Linked DNA regions of Sus scrofa: region 2 is linked to region 1. The links are chromatin contacts, called in public promoter capture Hi-C maps. All regions are on one chromosome and are shown on one strand. The core of a region is the stretch at or near the end of the contact, and the rest is flanking DNA. Distances in the headings are between cores, read along the strand shown.

Evidence for each region. Promoter capture Hi-C pulls out the DNA fragments that hold promoters and counts their contacts.
Region 2: a promoter capture Hi-C map of fetal liver shows a contact between it and region 1, with 2.2 times the contacts expected there. The contact joins the promoter of C2H11orf95 here to the promoter of OTUB1 in region 1. A contact is called at or near these places in 1 of 5 promoter capture datasets (fetal liver) and 1 of 2 datasets of contacts at active chromatin or transcription factors (alveolar macrophages).

The regions. Positions count from the first base shown.
Region 1 is chr2:8,092,224-8,098,485 of Sscrofa11.1, reverse strand. It overlaps OTUB1 (OTU deubiquitinase, ubiquitin aldehyde binding 1), which reads left to right and starts at 2,931. Exons shown (of 7, transcript NM_001162403.1): 1 at 2,931-3,009; 2 at 4,853-4,914; 3 at 5,158-5,256. The coding sequence starts at 2,952.
Region 2 is chr2:8,279,755-8,286,016 of Sscrofa11.1, reverse strand. It overlaps C2H11orf95, which reads right to left and starts at 3,977. Exons shown (of 6, transcript XM_003122601.4): 1 at 3,770-3,977; 2 at 3,753-3,767; 3 at 1,142-1,639; 4 at 238-624; 5 at 1-14. The coding sequence starts at 3,890.

The DNA.
Region 1 (6,262 bases), core at 1,682-4,181:
CCTCTCCACTTGACCATCCAACGGTCATGGATGTGGCATTGGGGCACATTCTGGGGCTGGGAGGAGGCATCTATGCCGTGTCAGTTCGCTGGCTGCTCCCTGTTACCTTTGCCACTGTCTCTAACAGCAGCCTGAACCCAAGCATCAGTGCTGCCTGTTTCATTATAGGTCTCAGTGGGCAGGACCAGCAGTGCTGGACCATTGCTAGGTTTGCAAATTAAGAGGCAGAGATAAATGTCTGGAGCTATGCTGGTGATTCCTGGCAAATGTGCTGTTGGGTTTTAGATGCTTCCAGATGGAGAATCAGGGAGTTTCCCTGGTGGCCTGGTAGTTAAGGATCTGGTGTTGTCACTGCTGTGTCACAGGTTTGATCCCTGACCCAGGAACTTCTGCATGCTTTGGGTGTGGCCAAAACAAACTACAACCAAAATCCAAAAATGGTAAAAATACCAGGAGAGATGGAATGAGGGTAAGAAAACCATTATTAACCACCAACTTAATTGGCATGGAAAAGAGTGGGGCAGGGCGTTCCCATTGTGGCTCAGCAGAAATGAATCCGCCTAGTATCCACAAAGGTGTGGGTTTGATCTCTGGCCTCGCTCAGTGGGTTAAGGATCTGGCATTGCCGTGAGCTGTGGTGTAGGTCGCAGATGCGGCTCAGATCCCCGTTGCTGTGGCTGTGGTGTAGGCCGGTAGCTGTAGCTCTGATTAGACCCCTGGCCTGGGAACTTCCATATGCCACAGGTGCAGCCCTAAAAAGCAAAACCAAACCAAACCAAAAGAATGGGGCAAAAGTTGACCGTCCTGGGGCTGGATGAAGAGCCAAAGCTTCTCTCTGGCCATTTCCTTCCCATTCTGCCTGACAAGCGGGGAGTTGGGCAGCAGGTCGGGGGAGGGGGGCCTCATTTGCACTCCCTGTATACGCTGAGGGGGCAGGTCTGTTCCTCGAGCCCCAGACCCTTGTGTGGGAGGGAGGCATTCATTTGGTGTCGGCAGCCTTGCTGCAGTCCAGCCCTGGGCCACAACGGGGATTCCTTCTCTCTCTCCAGAACTGGACTCCCTACTCAAAACAAGGAGTGTGGGTAAGAGTGGAGTTGCCGTATAGCTATTTTCAAGATTTTTGTAAAAAGCCAAATAGAAATCATCTTTTCGTCATTAACTGTCTTAGCTTCTCCTTCGGCAATACAGGTGCTACTGACTGACAATCCGACTGGCGGTTACAGATTTCATTGTTAAAACTGGGAAAGGGAATGAGCAGTTTGATGGGCATGGGGTCCGAATGGTGGACCCTCGGCTTTCTTGAGTTTGGAGCAATCCCAAGGTTCAGTGACCCAATACATAGTAATTTGCAATGTTGCTGGACACAGACTTGGCATTCCTAGTGTTGCCCAGACAGCCTCTGTGGGCTGTGTGATGAGCCCAGGCACCAGCTGCCCCTGCTCCAGCGCTGGATGTAGCTCACGAAGACATTCAGCCACACTGTGCTCCCATGCTGTCAGGAACTGAGGGGTCTGACTGGGCTCAGGCACAGCCTCCTCAAGTGCTAACATATCACTATCATGTCACAAAAAGGCCCTCCATAGTGAAAAGTTGAGAAGCTGAGCCCCAGATTGTAACCTCATTAAATAACAGCATCTTTAGCACCCAAGGCCTTGCCACATTTTTTTGTTTTTCTTTTTAAGGTCACACCTGCGGCATATGGAAGTTCCCAGGCTAGGGGTTGAATCGGAGCTGCAGCTGCCGGCCTACGCCGCAGCCACAGCAATGAGGCGTTTGAATACAGCTGTGACCTACACTACAGCTTGCAGCAACGCCAGATCCTTAACCCACGGAACGAGGGCCAGGGATCGAACCTCACAGACACTATGTTGGGTTCTTAACCTGCTGAGCCACAATGCGGACTCCACATTTTATTTTTAGATAATTCACAGGCAATCTGAGTAGACACATAAAGATCCCGTCTACCCTGTCTACAGGTTACTCACTTCCCGCCACGGGTAGCGCTTTGCACCTGAAACTATAGTACCGCACATTCCAGGATATTCATATATAATCAAGAGAAAGAGCATTTCCATCTCCACAAGGAGGCTCTTCTGTTTCCTTTTCACCATCACACCCACTTCCCTTCTGCCCCCAACTCCTCCTTAAGCCCGGGCAATCACTAATCTGTTTTCCCTTCTTACCAACCCTTCTTTTTCTTTTCTTTTTCTTTTTTTTGGACTGTGCCCACAGCATTCAGAAGTTCCTGGGCCAGGGGTCGAACCCACTCCACAGCAGTGACCTAAGCCACAGAAGTGACAATGCCAGATCCTTAACCCCTAGGCCACCAGGGAGCTCCCTCAACTCCTTTCTTTAACAACCAAACAATCCCCCCCCAAATCTCTAATTTCCTCCTATTCATAAGGGCAGAGAGTCCAAAGTTAGGTCTTTGACCTCAAGGGACATGTTCTTTCTGCCAGAAGCAGGATACCAATGCCCGCTCAGAACTGAGGCTCAGGGAAGAGGGGCGGTAATGCCCAGGGCTCTGATGTTAACGCCAGGTGATCCTCATTGTAAGCGCCTGAAATGAGTTCTAGAGCCCGAAGCAGGAATGTTGCCTTCAGTGATTTTAATTTCATCTTCCTGCTTATCTCAATAACACAATCCGCGCTTCAAACTCCAGTGAAAAGAAAACTGAAGCGGCCCCAGGAGGCTCTTATCACTACCGGGCACATTGGGAGCCTGGGATGATGGAGCTGAGCAAGCTTGCGGGTGGAGGGTGGGCGGGGACTGCCTGGCTTTCGCTCGGCTTCCACCGCAGCCCGAGGGACTGGGAGCCCCTCAGGTGGCAACGCCTAAGGGGATCCTGTTGCTAGGGGCGTTACTAAGGAGGTGCCACAAGGAGGGGCTCTCTTCCGGGAGGAGGGCGACTGGTAACCCGGAAGTGGTCGGCAGTGCGGCGCTGTTTAAAGATGGCGGCGGAGGAACCTCAGCAGCAGAAGCAGGAGCCGCTGGGCAGCGACTCTGAAGGTACCCACCCGGGGAGGGCTGTCCGGCCTAGGCCAGCGGGGGCGATGCCGGGTCACCGGCTCACGAGGAGGCCAAGGGCGGAGCGGCCAGCTTCGAAGCGCGCTTATGGCCCCTTCCTCCTCCACCTCCTCCGCCGCCGCCGCCGCCTCCTCCCCTCCCCCTCACAATGGAAGGAGCGGTCGCCGCGACCCCCGGCCGGGCGGGCGGCGTGCGAGAGAGCAGTGCTAGCCCGGGCCCCCGGCTCTTCCCCATTGCGCGTTCCCGGGGCGGAGCCTGGGCCGCGCCCGCCCCCCACCCAGCCCCCTCTCCGCCGGGCGCCTGGCCCTGGGGTCCCCAGCCGTCCAGCCCTGGTCCTTGCAGTCAGGCCCAGGCCTAGTCTGGGCCCGGCCGCCTGCCTTCTCCAGACCAACCCAAGCCCGGGAGGGCGTCGAATTACACCGGGCTGCGGAGCACAAAGGGCTGGGCAGGCCGCCGGGGATGCTGCGGGCGCCCTGGGGTCTTGAGCGGCCGCCGGTGTGTGCCCCTGAGGGCAGCAGCCTTCATTTTCGGTAGAGCCCCTTCTTCTGCCTTTGCAGCCCCTTTCCGCCTGACTAGGCGTTGTATCCTTAGACTCCTGAAGAGCTGGTCCTTTTAAATGGTCCACTCTCTTCTTTTTCACCCCAAGATAGACTCTGGGGCCTGAGTAGGTCCTCAGGGTGAGAGGGACATTCCTGTTGCAGGGCAGTGTAGGCGATGGGTCGAGGCCCAGCCGAGGATCCAGGATGCTCAAAGTTAAAAGTATTGGCCTTAAAAATCATTCAGGACACACCTCCTGTTCTAACTGCACACTTGAAGGACTGAACTTTGGGAGACCCGTCCCACTAGAAGGGACTTGTTTGTAACCACATAAGTTAAGAAAGAGCTGGGGCCAGGATTCAGGTCCCTTGGCTTCTCCCCAGTGGCTGCTCAGAGTGGGGCCCACAGGGTGGACCTGCTCAACTCACGGATGAGCACTTAACAGTGTGCCTCTAAGGAACCACCTCCTCAGGACATCTCGCTGAGGGGATGGTGGTGGTATCAGTCCCTGCTTCCAGCCGAGGACAGGCCTCTGCACTCAGGTGGCCCCGGGGGAGTAATTGTGAAGAGCTCAAACTTTGAAATGAGACACACCTGGATTTGACCACAGGTCTTTCTGGTTGTGACCTTGGGGGGGTTACGTCACCTGTCTGCATTTGTTATCTAAAATGGGCGTATGCAGGATGGAGAGTTGTTGTAGCACAGTGGGTTAATGATCTGGCTTGTCTCTGGAAGCGCCAATTGGATCCCTGGCGGGGCGTGTGGGTTAAGGATCTGGTGTTGCCACAGCTGCGGCTTGGATTCCATCCTTGCCCCAAGAACTTCCATATGCTGTGGGTGTGGCCAAAAGAGAATGAAAGAAAAAAAAAGTCCCCAGGATGGCAGGAGGAGGAGGAGGGGTGTGATTGGGTAGAGTGCAGACTCACAGGAAGCTCCCATCCGGCCCAGGACTCTGCTGCCTCATCTTTCTTTCCCCAAGAGACCCCGCCTGGCTCCAGGGCCTCCCCAGGCTGCTGGGAAGTGCTGTTAGAAAGCAAGGGGAAAGGGGGGTTGTTAGAGCCAGAAGAGTGGTCACCTTTGCCCCCTCATTTTAAGGATGAGAAAACGAAGGCCCAGGAAAGGAAAGGACTTGCCAAGATCACACAGTTGGGGTGGGGCAGGGTTTGACACGTGCCTCCACATTCCAGGTCTGCTCTCCTGGCCTGGGCTGCTCCTGTCCTCGACACAGCTGCCCACAGTGGGGCTAACCAGGGCCCCTTGTAAACCTTGGCTTTCTTCCTTATTCCAGGTGTTAACTGTCTTGCCTATGATGAAGCCATCATGGCTCAGCAGGACCGAATTCAGCAAGAGGTGAGGGGCTGTGGCCAGCGGCCCTACTCTGGGGATGCAGGAGCTGGGCCTGCGGCCTGTTGTTTCTCTCTATTTTGGAAGTCCCCTCCTCTCCAAGCTGTTCTGGGTACGGAACGCCTGTAGGGGAGAGGGTCACTGCTACTGAGTGACTGGCCCAGCACCGTCATTCAGGTGTTCTCGCTGCTGGGTGTGGGTCATTGCATTCACCTGTCAGAGCATCTGATGGATTTCCTGCCCCTGCAGATTGCTGTGCAGAACCCTCTGGTCTCGGAGCGACTGGAGCTCTCCGTCCTGTACAAAGAGTATGCCGAGGACGACAACATCTATCAACAGAAGATCAAGGTGGGAGCCTGGCCAAGGGGGCAGGAAGAGCCCTTGGGTAGAGGCAGGGGCAGGAGCATGCCTGCTTGAGACCTGCTCCTCGCTGGGCCTGGCCTCAGAGAGGGCAGGATGTTGGGGGGGCCCTCTGGTCACTGGTTCGTCAATGTTCAGACTCCGGAACCAAAGAGACCTTGATTCAAATACTCCGCCACACAGCAGCTGTGTCTCCAGCAGCTGCTGCGCCATCTCTGAGCCATGGCGCTCATCTGTGAAATCGGGAAGGTGAAAGCATCTGCCCCCGGGGCAGTCACAGGCTGAGGGAGATGGTGCCTGTGGGGCCTGGGGCAGGCGGGAGCTGACGGTCTCAGGCTGACTTGGGGCTGAGCCAGCTGGGAGGAGGCCTGTGGCCTTGGGGACCTGTGGAGAGGCAGGGGGAAAGGGACCCGGGTGTCACTTACAAACAGGTGAGTTCCTTGACAACCCCCTGTCTTCTCTGGGAGCTGGGAGTGTGAAGTGTGACAGTGGCATGTGTAAACAGCATCTCATGGGCACAGCCTGCAGGCTTAGTAAATGCTACTCCTCCCCCAGCTCCCCCGAAGATCAGAGATGCATAGAACCTTCCACCTGAAAGGAGGGCTTGGGGATTAGCCATCTCAGGGCCAGGCAGGTTACCAGGTGATTGAAGGTGCCCAGGCCTGGTGGTAACAGCCACACCGCTGCTCGGCGTCAGGGAGTAGCAAGGAGTGGAAACTCCTGGGGCGACTCGGAGTATCCATGGCTGTCGCTGCATTGGGGCTTCCAGGACAATCCAGAAATTATTTTGTTGTAAAATCTCCAGACTCCTAATAGTTGGAAGCTACTCGAAATTGACAGTGTTGAGCGGGTCGGGTGACACACCTGCCAGCTTCAGCTGTGTGTGGCCTGCGGTCTCCTCGGACCCCTTGCTCAGGGTGTGTGTGTGATATACCCAGGAGGCCTGTGGAGAGAGGAGAACACTGGCTTTGGGGCCTGGGTTCGAGTTCTGGCT
Region 2 (6,262 bases), core at 2,728-5,227, 190 kb before region 1:
GACGAGGTCGTCGTCTGCTGGGGAAGGGGTGAGGGAGAGGGGCTCAGCCTGCTGGCCGGGTTGCCCTTACCCACACAGAGGGGGTCCCTTGCTCCTCACCCCAACCCCAAGCTAGAGGCCCCCATCAGTGAATGTGTGTGTGGGGGAGGGGGGGATGTGTCCCTCCCGGTTTGGGGCACAGACGCCACTCTGCAGCCCTTATAAGAAGGGGTCTTGGCCCTGGGGCGAGCCTCGCACCTGCAGGGGACTGGGTGAGCTCAGATAGTGCCTCAGGCTGGCCACGCCAGGCCTGCAACAGGGCGCTGCGCTGGGGGCCACTGAGCCCCAGGGAGCTGGGGTGCACCTCCAGCACATGGGAACGGATGTCGTCCAGGTGCAAGCTGGGCAGTGCCCGGCCACAGGCCATGCACACCAGCCGGTTCCCCCGCGGGTCATAGTCCATGAGACACTCTGCCCGGAACCAGTTCTGCAGGGACTCCTTCAGCCTCCGCTCCAGACGCCGGGGACCCAGCCCCCTGCTGCCCCCAGCCCTCCGGGAGGCCGACAAGCGCCGACGCCGAGCCCGGGGTGCCACTGGGCCCCCTCGCCGCTGGCGCCGGTCACCCCCACCAGCTGGGGCTTTGCCTGGAAGGGTTGGAGGGAGGGAAGGAACTGAGATGCTGGCCCTCTGGGGGAGCCCCCCCCCACCACAGCCAGATGCTCCATCCACAAGCCTCTCCCTTGCTGGGCCTCTGAGCCCTCCACCTAACCTTTGCCCTTCCCTTCCTCTCCCATCAGGTCTTAGCACCTAATCCTCCTGCACACAAGCCCCACCTACTCCTCCCCCAGACCCAGATTCTAGCCCCTTCCCTAGACTTCACTGTCAGCCAAACCTTTCCAGGACCTTCTGCTCCCAGCCCTTCCCCTCCCCCTCCAGCCTTCACTCCCCTGGATCCTTCTAAAACCACAGAATGTCAAAGGTGCCTGAGTTGCTGGAAACCCCTCTCACTGTCCCTTCCACCATAGTGCAATAAGCAGACCTCATCCCAAAAAGGAGCAATAACTTGCTCCTTAAAAGCAACTAGTTGGCTGAGAAGCCCGGGCTGGCCCCTCCTGGCCCCATCCACCACCCAGGCCCCTGCTTCCCCATGTCTTACATTACCTGGGCCCTTGGGCGGGCAAGCCGGGAGGCCAGCCCCTTCCTCCTCCTCCTCCTCTTCTTCCTCCTCCTCCTCCTCAGGCCCCTGGGCCCCCAGGCCCTCGGCCTCGCCACAGGCCCCCAGCCCCAAGTGGGCATCCCAGCTGTTGCTGATGACTTCCTTCTCCCGGGGACTCCAATGCAGGGAGTACGGATGCTTTTGGCGGATGTGCCGCTTGATGGTGCTGAGCTTGAGAGTGGCCAGGGAGCTGCCACACACCATGCACACCATGCCGTGCCGGGCAGGGTTGAAGTCCATCAGGTACTCCAGCCTCCAGTGGTCGTGGTAGTAGCGCCGGTGGTCACGGCCGGGGATGCGGCTCTTTCCAGGCCTTGAGGCCCGGGCCTCACAGTGGTCTGAGTATTTCCTGCCTGAAGATGCGGGTCCCCTGGCCCTGGAAGAGGGCAGGGGGGCACTCCCCCAGGACCCCAAGGCACCCCCTTCCAGCTGAAGCTCTTGCCCTGAGGAAGGGGAGAAGGAGACAGTTTTTCAATCTCCGATTTCCAGGGAAGAACCCAGGGCTTCGATTTCACAGCCTGAGAAAGGGAGGGGGGGGTCATCCGGGGGCAGAAGGGGGGTGGTAACAGCAATAAAAGGGAGGTGGGTGAGCAGGGAGTCAAAACCTTGGCCCTTTATAGAGAGCGAGGTTCAAGAACAAAAGGATGCAGGGCACAGCTCTGACTTTCTGAGAAATAAGGTGAAGGCCAAGGAGGCGGCAAGCCCTGCCAGGGCCCCTCTTTGAGCCGTAGAGGTACGGTGTACATGCTGCGGCGGTTACAGCCAGAGCAGAGCAGCGGGGCGAGAAGAACAAAGGGGGCATCTGTCTGCTTCCAGGGCTGCACACAGGACCCACCCGCCTGAGGCCCCAGCCAGGAGGGCCCCACCCAAAGAGGATCTCCCTTTCTCGGATAATGCCTCAAATACACCGTCCTGAGAGTCCCACTTTAAGGGGCACTAAGCATGGTCAGTTACCCAAATTTAGGGGCCCACAGGACAGATCCCCATGACAAAGCTGTCAACACCTCCATGGAAAGGAGTTTTTAGGACCCTGACTGTCCTAGAGTCTCGGAGAGCTGATGACTGAAAAGGGATGGCAGAAGGGCCACCAGAGTGGCCACTGAAGATTCTGCGGCTGGGAGTGGCCACCACCCAGTGGAGTCCATTAAGTCTTTCTGGGGATTTATTTTTTGCTCTGGCAGGGAGCCGGCCACTGCCCAGCAATCAGAGGGCAGGCAGTGGAGAAGCCACCAGCCCAGGGGTATTCCCTTTCGCCAAACAGGCTGAGCAATCCCCACCCTCCCTACAGTTTGGACCCTATTTTATTAAAAAAAGGGCCTCCTGACCACATATGCCGAATGGACAGGTGTGGTCATTCTCCCAGTGGAGAATCTCACGGTCTAGGAAACAAAAGGCAGGATCAGAGAGGGCCCCTGTCATCACTGTGGTTTTGTTTGGTTTTGGATCTAGGGAGATCCAAAGAAAAAGAAAGCACTCCTTTCAGGGTTAGAAACCTGGTTCGACTCCTGGCTTCACTGGTAACTTGCTCTGTGACCTTTGATAGGTCATGTCCGCTCTCTGGGCCTAAGCGTCTTTGTCTGCAAAGGCACAGGATAGCTAGCTGGTCTCTGAGCATCCTTCCAGCGCTGGATATGTTAGTCTAAGATGGACTGGCCCTTTAAGAGCCGAAAAAAGGGGAGGAGCTGGGATTCCTTAAAAACAAAAGGGGATGGGGAGTTTCTGGGAGGGGAGCTCGGGGATTAGGACAGAATCTCCCAAGCTGGACAGAAGCTTCGGGGGTCTTAAGGCGTTGACCCTGAAGCAGAGGGATGAAGAAACAGTCTCCTCTGAGAGCAATGAAGAGGACCGGCTGGTCCCGCTATAGCTGACAAATTGTGGCAAATGTTCTGAAAAGAAGGGAGGGGATAACGCGCGGACAGGAGGGGTGTATGCCTTTGTGGGCGAGCCCATCCCTTCAAAAACTGCCCGCCGTTGGGAAGGTACCGGTAGGTCCCCAAGAGGCGCAAGCCATGCTCTTTCCCAGAGAGAACGCAGCGGGGGGAAAAGGGTTCCTTTCTCTAGGCAAGGCCACAGAAGAGAAGACAGCCCAACTTAAAGCAGCGGAGTCCCCAGCTCAGTTCTTCTGAGGGGAAGCCCGGAAAGAGACCCAATGTCTGAGCAGACTTTTAAGAGACAGCCGGATAAGGGAGACCACCTGGGAGTCTGAAAGAGAAAGGGGCGGGGGCCGCGAGCCAACAGCCTAGAGCGCGTGCCCCGTGGCGCCTGGCCGGGCCCTTCGGGGCCCCCCAGCTTGGCCTCCAAGGCGGGGGCCTCGGGGCCCTTTAAGGGGGAGGGGATCCGCCCGAGCCCCGCGGGCCAACCCCGGGAGCAGGGCGGGGGGCTCCCCGACTGGCCCCGCAGCCGCGATCCGCGCCCGCCAGGTGGCGCCCCCGGCCGCCCTGCCCGCGTCCCCCCCTTTGTTCGGCGGCGGAGAGGGGCCCGGAGCCCGGAGCCGCAGCCCTCCCTTCCCCCATGCCGGGGCCCCCACCCGAGCTGCCGGCCCCAGCCAGCTCTTACCGCCGTCGTCCTCCTCGGCTCCGCGCCGCCGCTTGATCCAGAGGGCGGCAGCCGTCGGCCCCGTGCCGAGGCCGCTGCTGGCCCGGGGCCGCCCCTGCCGCCGCCGCTCCGGCTCCGGTGGTCCCCGCTGGGCTCCATGCGCTGCGCTGCAGAGCGGGGCCCCGGGGCGGCGGGGCGTGGGGCCGCGGGGCCGACGGCGGCCCGCACGCGGCGCTCGGTGCGCGGGGCCCCGGGGCGCGGGGCGCATGCACGGGGCGGCCGGCCGCACGGACGGCTGGCTGCTAGCTCGGCGGCGCGGGCTGGACCGGGGTGGGGATTCCTGTCTGGGGCCCCTGGGGCTCCTTTAAGGGCTCCTGGGTAAATTTAAAGGGGCCGCGCGCTATTTCCTCCTGCCAGCTCTAGGGGGGCTGGGGGGAGAGGCGGGAGGCGACGAGCCAGACCAAGGCTCAGCAGCCGGTGCCCGCCGCGGACGTTAGAATCACGGACCTCGCGGACCCGCGCCGCCGCCTCCCGGGCTCAGGTCCCGGCTTCTGAAGGGTCACCGAGGTGGCCAGGGGCGCTTCGTCTGCTGCGACGCGCTTCCACCCCGGTTCGGCTCGCAGCCACTGCCCCCTCGGGGCATCTCCGCGCCCAGCTCCCCGCACAGGCGCTGGCTGGAAGGTCGCCGGGTGGGGAGGCCCGGGTCCCTGCAAGGGGCTGCCTCCTCCCGCGCAAGCTCGGCGCGGGCCCCAGAGCGGACACGACTGGCAGGGGCCCCTGATGGCTGCTGCCCCGCCGAAAGGGTGGAGCCGCGGGGGCGGCCGCGCCCCCTCCCGCGGGAGCCGCCCGCGAGCGCTGGGATTTCGGTCTTCTGCATTGGAGGGGGGACGGGCGAAGCTCCCCCGGAGCTAGCTGGGGCGGGGACCGCGGCCGCAGAGACTCAGGCCGGGGAGAGGGGGCGCGCAGTAGACCCGGCGAGAGCTGGCTTCGCCGCGGCCCGACGCTGCCGGGAGGAGGTGGCCCCAGGATGGAAGCCGGGAGCAGAGGGCGTGTGCCGCGGTGACTCAGGCTCCAGTCCTCGCAGGCCGGGGCTGCCAGACGAAGCCCTAGACGGGGCCTTAGACCCTCTGCATGAGGAGGCGAAGAACGCTGGCCCCGGGCGTGGTGTCGGACACTTGGGGACGCGTGCCACCACAGCTGGGAAGATCTGGGGCGGACCCTGGGTGCGAGCCCCCGGAAGCCTTGGAGCCCCTCAGGTCCCCGAAAGCTGAGAGGAGGGATTAGAGGAGCAGCCAGGAGTGCGGCAGCCTGGGGTCCTTCCGCGGGGACCAGCTGGAGGAGCAGGTGCTTTCTTTGCCTGTGGTTGGTCGCCCACAACAAAGGCGATTCCTAGAGATCCAAATTACAGGGTGCAGGAGGCCATGCAGGGTCTTATTATCTAGAGGTGGGTTTTATTCTCTTCCTTGGGGAGGTGCCCAGCAATCCGTTAAAGTCACCCTGGACTCATTCCTTTGCTTATTCCACACCTACTGTGTGCCAGCATGCTCCTAGGCGCTGGGCAGACAGCAGTGAACAAGAAAGTCTGATACTGTTCCTGACTTAGCACCCAAGACTTATAAAAAAGAAACAATTCCATCCCTTCGGGAGCCAATGGAAATAGTAAATTAATTGGAAGACAGGAAGCCTGTGTCCTAAGTGTGAAGAGGGGCCAGGAACTAAAATGTCTAAAATGCCTAAAAGGTGTCTAGCACCATTGGAAGTGTCCCATCTCTTCCTCAGTCCCCATGATGACCTGTGAAAGATGTCACCTTGGGTCGACAGGGACTCCATCCTACAGCCCTGCTCTCTCCACCGCTGGCCTTTTTCTCCAGAAAAAGCTGCGCTTCTTTACCCACTTGGGGCAGGGGCCCTGGAGCTGATGGGGCAGTGAAATGGGGCATTCCTTCCTTGACATGTACCTCACCTATGCCAGGCCAGGGACACAAAGGGAAAGTAAGACGCAGACCTGACCTTCACACGTTCCTAAGTATGGTTTTTCAAAAATTACAAAGATAACTCGTGTTCAGGGTTGGCTACGGTGAGACACTTTTTGTTTTTTTGCCATTTCTAGGGCCACTCCCTCGGCATATGGAGGTTCCCAGGCTAGGGGTCAAATCAGAGCTGTAGCCACCAGCCTATGCCAGAGCCACAGCAACGCAGGATCCGAGCCGCGTCTGCAACCTACACCACAGCTCACGGCAACGCCGGATCGTTAACCCACTGAGCAAGGGCAGGGATTGAACCCACAACCTCATAGTTCCTGGTCGGATTCGTTAACCACTGAGCCACGATGGGAACTCCGGTGAGACACTTTGATAAATGTCCTTCTGGTTGTTTTTCTCTGTGTATAAATAAGATAATTGAATTTGTTACCAACAAAAAGGTACAGACACCACCTAGAGCCACTTTTAACAACCTCTGTCTCCTCTCCTTGCCCACATCCTGCGTATGTAGCTTCAGGACTGGCTCCAAGCTCCAGGGTTCCAGGGCAT